Linked DNA regions of Mus musculus: region 1 is linked to region 2. The links are chromatin contacts, called in public HiChIP or PLAC-seq maps. All regions are on one chromosome and are shown on one strand. Each heading gives the region's core, a stretch centred on a gene start, on an enhancer-like site or on the middle of the called end of the contact. The rest is flanking DNA. Distances are from core to core; before and after follow the strand shown.

Region 1 (3,488 bases), core at 66-2,565, 200 kb after region 2:
CAAATAGAGGATGCTTAACAGCCTCCTCCTGTGTTGGGTGTACCAAATGACTCTACTGTTGGCCTGACAGTGATCTTTGGGTCACAGAGCCTTGTCTTTAGGGACAAGGCTTTGGGAAGCATTAAGGGCATTTGGAAATTATAAAGGACTTGGGTTAGGGATTCCTGATATTGCAGAAGGTGTCCTAAAACTGTAAATAAATACACACATTGGAAACTGTTAACAAAGCCTTGGCTCCAGGGGAGTTTGGAGAATTCGCTCACTAATGGTGTCAGAATGCACCCTTTCTCCTTAAAGTGATGGCAGTGTCTGCTGGTGGCTCTGGCTCCAGGGTGTTACCAGGCCATGTCCTGCTATGTTTTTCAGGTACAGCAGGTACCAGGGGGCCTCTGCTCAGTTCATTTGGTGAAAGCAAAGGTTGTGTGTGTGTGTGTGTGTGTGTGTATGTGTGTGTGTGTGTGTGTGTGTGTGTGTGTGTGTGTGTTGAGGGCCAGAGGACCTTGGGTATTATTCTTCAGACACCATCCTCTCCCCACACCTGTCTTCTTCTCCTTCCTCCCACCCTCTGAGCAAGGTCAGTCTCTGACAGTAGGCTAGGCTAGGCTGGCAAGCTCCTGGGATCCATTTGTCTTCATTTTCATCGTCGATAGGCTTCCACTGTGTAAGTGGTTGCTCGTGTGCAATAAAGCAGATGTTGTTCTCTGAAACTTCTCCGGAGTGGTTTATCGCTGTGCCTTTACCCCCAGGCATTGCTGTCTTGGTGGGTGTATGTATCCCTCCTGTAACATCAGCAGTCCCCAGCCCTAAACCAAAGCTACCCCATTCAGCTGGATTTTTGTTCCCCTTGAGGAATCTATCATTTGACACACACAGTCACAATATAGAAGGGTGTGGGCATCGGTCCCAAACCTAGAGGAACACTTTTTTTTTTGTTAGTTTTGCTGGGTCAACAATCCTAATTATGTGAAGATTTCAGCGCAAGTGAACTCAGGAGTCTTCATTGTGTGGGGTTTCTTATTGCTCAAGTTTACATGTTGGTCTGATGCCTATGGGTGAGTTTTATTGTTAAATTATGACTTCCATAATTTAAATCACATTAAAATATACAAAAAAGATGGAGGACAGAGCAAATTTTCTAGGTTTCTGGTTAAATTCCCAAGTTATCTAGAATCTTCTACCACCCAGAACACTGGCTCTAGGGCTCAGAGGGAGGGGTTAGGCTCCAACACCTCATTCAGCCCACTTGGAGCTGAAGGGTCCAGAACTGTGGGGAAGGTTGTTGTGGGTGGTGGCACTTGCTGTTCCACACTTGAAAGAGGAACTCAACTGTAAGGCAGGAAAGCGACATTTCAAAATATCTGTGATGTCCATAGAGGGTCACAAGGCAGTCTGCCTTTGGCATCTCCTACGAATCATCAGGAGGAATATCTTCTCTGGAACACTCGTCCCAAAATGAAGGGCTGGCTGCTGCCGCCAGATTTCAAACCTGCTGTCTTTCAAACAAGGGTGCTAAGAAGCAAGTGTGTGGGACTGTCAGGTTCAAGAGAGACCTCCCTTCGCTTTGTTGTTGTAGCTGCTTGAGCTGCTTGGTAAAATCTGGTTTTACCCAGGAAGCCTCCTGTAGGGGCAGCTTCCCCCAAAGCTCTGACTCCTTTGTTAGGGTGGCTCTTGCCTTTCACATTCTCCTGTCTTCCACCTCTCGAGTGACCCCTTTCCTTCCAAACAACAGCATGGTTCAGACTCACACAGGAAAAAAAAAATCTTGTTTCAATAAACCTTACAGAAAGTACATTGCTCTTAGAACTCATGCCTTCAGACCCACATCTACTGTTTCAAAAGAGACTAGTTTAGAATATCCATTTTGCATGACTGTGGATCTATCTCATACATAATCACTGGCATATATATATATATATATATATATATATATATATATATATTTTCTTTTTTGGTTTGAAGTTTAGTCATTTGGACCCTTCATTTCCCATTCTCATCCCTTTCCTCTCCCACCTAAACCTCTTTATCCCATAAGCCCTCCTCCTCCTCCCCCGTTCATGCCTTCCCTGTGTGAGGGCCAGTGGGTTTAGAGTTCCTTGCCTGAGTACAGGCGGTAGGGGGTTGTTTACCATAGCAAGAACAACTCATCAGAGGCTACACTTCTGAAGAAAGTGATGCTTCCGACAACCATTACCTGCCAACAACCCCTCAGGATGATGGAGCCCCACGAGCCCCTCCTCCATTATGATGAAATCCATTTGCTGGGCTCAGTCCTAGACGGGTCTTGTGCAGACATCCACAACTTCAGCGAGTTCATGTCTAGAAGACTTCTTTTTGCTCCATGCCACCCTGCCTCCATCTTCTGGCTCTTTTACTCATTCTGCCCAGTCTTCCACGATGTTCCCTGGAACTTGGCAGGGTGTCACAGCTGTCTGAGCTAGGGCTGAGCATCCCGCATCCCACCATCCTTATCGATCATCATGGATTTCTTCATGGACCACCATCCTCTGCTGAAAGAAGCCTTTCAGAGGAGGCTGGGCGTCACACTAACCCACAGGTATAAACACGAACATTTAGAAGGTGGCCTGACTACAGGACCATCCATCAACACAACAGTGCTAGGCCACCAGGGATACAATGTCCCTGTCACTTTATTATATAGTTACTGTTTAGTTGCTGTGGAGAGACACTACAACCAGGGCAACTTATATAAGAAAGCATTAAACTGAGGACTCTCTTATAGATTCAGAGGATAAGTCCATGACCATTGTAGGAAGCATGGCAGCAGACAGGCAGGTGTGGTGCCAGAGAAATAGCTGAGAGCTTGCATCTTATCAGAAAGTTGGAGGCAAAGAGAAAGATTCTAGACCTGCCGTGGGCTTTTGAAACCTCAAAGCCAACCCCCAGTGACAAACCTTCTACAATAAGGCCACACCTCCTAATCTTTCCCAAAACATCTCCACTGACTAGGGACCAAGCATTCAAATATATGGGCCTATGGAGACCATTCCCATTCAAACCACCACATTCCCCTACCACAGGTTCTTGAGCAAGTTTAGAGAAGAAAGGATGGATAACTTTGGGGAGAAAATGAGGAGCATCTTTTGGGGTCGTTTAGTGAGAGACAAAGCAAAAGTCGTCCCACACGACATATATAACATGCCAGACATTTTATAAAGTACTTTCCATTGGACAAGAGTCGGGAGGGTAGATTTTTCTAGTATTCTGGAAAGCAGAGTGTGAAATGCAAGTGAATTTTTGTTTGTTTTGCCAGAATTTACATAACCTGCCCCCAGAAACCCAGTGAGGAAGAGAATAGATGGCCAGAAGGAAGACAGGTTTGATCGATCGGTAGACAGTTGACTGTGATGTGATAGCGTCCTATTAGAAGTTTTGAAACATCCAACAGATGCGCCGTTCACTTCAAACAAGCCAAATAGAAAACATCTGGAGCCGCGGAGCAGTACTAGGGGGAAGCATCTGTGTTTAAG
Region 2 (3,267 bases), core at 522-3,021:
AAATCAAAACAAATAAACAATCAAACAAAAACTAAATAAACAAAAACCTGACCACGTAGTAGATGAAAATCTTCCACCTTAAAAGCTTCAAACTTTAGGCCAGGCCATGGTGACACATGTCTTTAATTCCAGCACTCAGAAGACAGAGGCAGGTATATCTTTGCGAGTTTGAGAACAGCCTGATCTACTTACTGAGTTCCAGATCGCCCAGAACTAAATTAAGAGACCCTGTCACAAAAAGTAATCCCCAAGCTTAGATAACAGATTAGACTTCTGCAGAAAAACAGACCAAAAGGACTCAAAACAAAACAAAACAAAACAAAACAAAACAAAACAAAACAAAAAAAACCTTCAGTAGAAACATTTATAACATTTGACCAAATATCTGGGTCCTGTGAGTCTAGCAAAACTGATACATGAAAAGAACCATGGCATCAACAGGAGACAGAATGATACAAATTGTACATAAACAACTACAGGAACGAAAAGAGGAGGAAGTATCTTCTAACTTATTTTATGGGAATAACATTACCCCGTGTTCAACCTAGGGATGAAAGACCTGTTTGAACTCTGAAAAACCAAGCAATATAACTAAGTGTGTCAATCAACATCAACACTACCAACCACAAAAACAACCCCAAAAGCACACCACCATTTCAAGTAAAAGAATTTGACCAAGCTTAGACGGTAACTTTCAGAACTTTCAGAAACCTAAAAATAGACCAAAAAACAAAAAAACAACAAAAAAACCCCTAGGATATCTGTAAAAGAGATACAATAACAACAGAGAAACAATAACAACAAATCCATAGTCAATACCCAGTCCTCTGGGAAAGACTGAACGGCTCTCTCTTTATATCCGAGGAAGAAGCCAGTAGTGACTGCCCTCATTTCTGTCCCAACTATTGCAACAAGGCAATAAAGTATATAAAACACACATGCTGGAAAAAATAAAAAAGACTATATTTGAAGATGACGAGGTTGTCCATATTAAGAAAAAAATCCTAAAGGATCTATAAAAAATACACAAGAAATAAAGAACAAGTTAAGCAAACTCATAGAGTACAAACATAATATTAACAAATCCTTAATAGTTCAAGTGCTATCAACAATTAGAATTCACGTTGTAAAGAATTTTTTTTCCTGAGTTGTTCCATTAGAAAAAAAGGAGGGAAGAAGAAGAAGGAGGAGGAGGAGGAGGAGGAGGAGGAGGAGGAGGAGGAGGAGGAGGAGGAGGAGGAGGAGAGAAGAAGAAGAAGAAGGAGGAGGAGGAGGAGGAGAAGAAGAAGAAGAAGGAGAAGAAGGAGAGAGAGAGAGAGAGAGAGAGAGAGAATGAATTTAAATTATGTTCAAATAACATGGTAGAAAATATCCGGTGTATAAAATATGTATTCTACATGCTTTGCTTTACATTTGACATAGTCTACCTAAAAGGGATTCTTTATCCTTCCAAATAATGAAATGCATGAAACAGAAATGTAATCTCTTGATCCAAAACTTAATCTTAACATTCTGCTGTTTAAGCTTCCAGATGGTACCTTTTTTAATCTTGATTTTGGCGCGCGCGCGCGCGCGCACACACACACACACACACACACACACACACACACACACACACACACACACACACATTTTCAATAGCAGTCTTATATTTCAAAGAGAGTGGGACTGATGTGGGACTTCTCTCCTTGGAAGGCTTGCCTCCCTGGATTTAACAACCTGTTTGTTGATAGCACAGATGTGGTTTCTCCTCACTGTCCACTTGGGGGCTATCTCAATCTATTTCAGATCCACTAGATAGGGACTGTCTTCCTAAACCGAGTCTTCCTGTCTAGCAGGAACTCATAGATTGTCCCTGTGATATGAAACGAGGCCGTTAGGCCCCAGTACCTGACTTTTTTTTGATACCTTTTAAAGTACATCATTAATGAAAACTAAACTCGCACAGGGTTCTGCACGCCTACCTTGCATTACCACTGCGTCTGCGCGCCACAAGTGTGGACTACATCTCCCAGGATGCATCGTGTCCCCGCCCGCGCAGCCTTACTTCCTGCGAAGGACTTCCGGAGTGTTAGTAACCTTGCTGACTACTGGATTTAGGGTCTTTTTGGGAGGTCACTGGGACTAGCTTGTATTTTTCTGGGAGGAGAGGGGGACAGCAAGCCATAACAGGGCGGCATCTGTCCCGTTTTCTGGTGTGCACAGACCTTGCTTTCTGGGAGAGGCGTTGGCTCCGCCTTCAGGCAGTCCTCTTACAGGTGGTTGGCTGTTGTTCTTGTCATTCAGCCGAGTCCTTGGACTTGTCAGAGATCATCAGTGAGACAGGCCAGCAATCCTGAGTTATAGTGGTTTAGTGACCATTTCTTTTCTTTTCTTTCACCCACCCCCTTTAAACCACGGACATTTTAGTGAAAAATAAAAATACTATAGATAAGTTGTCAGATAATTTATTCTGCAAACGTATGCGTGCTTTCTTTACCAGGTGTTTTTAAGGATTTTGTTAGTGTTGGCCTGGAATCCTTTTTTTCTAATCTTTTAAAACCTATTACTACTAATGTGTCTTGAAGATACTACTTAGGGAAAACTGAAAGTGTGTGTGTGTGTGTGTGTGCGCGCGCGCGCGCGTGTGGTGTAATTTCTAAGGAACTACAATTCCCATCCAGTTCAGATTGAAATGGGCTAAAGGGTGAGTGCGGTGGGCTCAGTGGTAGAGTACTTGCCTAGCATACTTTAAAAAATTCAAAAAAGGTGACTCAAAGTGGGCATACATTTCTTTATAAAAAGACACTGTTGAGGAAATGGGTGGGTCGGGGGCTTAAGATGCATGTCCTAGTTTGTTGATTCTGGAGTCTCTGTGAGTCACTATGCTTCCTCTCCGTACTTGATAGTTTTGTGAAAGCAACTCAAAAGGACACGCTCCTTCTCCATAAACACCCTAAAATTGAGATGCTAATAATGATATGATGATGGTTAAAACAAAAATAATGTGGACTGTGTAATAAGAGGTCAGATTAACTAGAAATGCTAGTTAAGATATAAATGTTGGAGAGATGACTCAGTGGTTAAGAGCACCTGTTGCTCTTGTAGAGGACTGATTGAGGTCCAACTTGTAGCTCCAGCTACAGGAGATCATTATCCTCTGCTGGTCCCTCTGGCCACTGTACTCACTGGCAGAAACCCACACATGATAAAAACATTAAAAAGTTGAAATATTGATGATAGCGAGGTGGTTATCGTGCCTGCCTTTAATCCCAGCAGAGGCAGAGC

The links. HiChIP or PLAC-seq counts read pairs in DNA pulled down with a chosen protein or histone mark.
Region 1: an H3K4me3 HiChIP or PLAC-seq map of bone marrow-derived macrophages shows a contact between it and region 2, with 6 times the contacts expected there. The contact joins two enhancer-like sites. A contact is called at or near these places in 5 of 484 Hi-C or Micro-C datasets (bone marrow-derived macrophages and liver), 6 of 115 datasets of contacts at active chromatin or transcription factors (bone marrow-derived macrophages, embryonic stem cells, large pre-B cells and 2 more) and 1 of 9 other capture datasets (bone marrow-derived macrophages).

What each region holds. Positions count from the first base shown.
Region 1 is chr8:46,889,121-46,892,608 of GRCm38.p6, forward strand. No RefSeq gene overlaps it. Among named protein-coding and RNA genes, the nearest start is that of Gm39170, 60 kb to the left of the region's middle. Within about 2 kb of position 1,316, at least 46 of the 459 cell types and tissues checked have an H3K27ac peak or open chromatin away from gene starts, as enhancers often do. A contact at or near this core is called in bone marrow-derived macrophages and microglia, where this site is marked.
Region 2 is chr8:46,684,975-46,688,241 of GRCm38.p6, forward strand. No RefSeq gene overlaps it. Among named protein-coding and RNA genes, the nearest start is that of Gm31111, 7.6 kb to the left of the region's middle. Within about 2 kb of position 1,772, at least 439 of the 459 cell types and tissues checked have an H3K27ac peak or open chromatin away from gene starts, as enhancers often do. A contact at or near this core is called in bone marrow-derived macrophages and microglia, where this site is marked.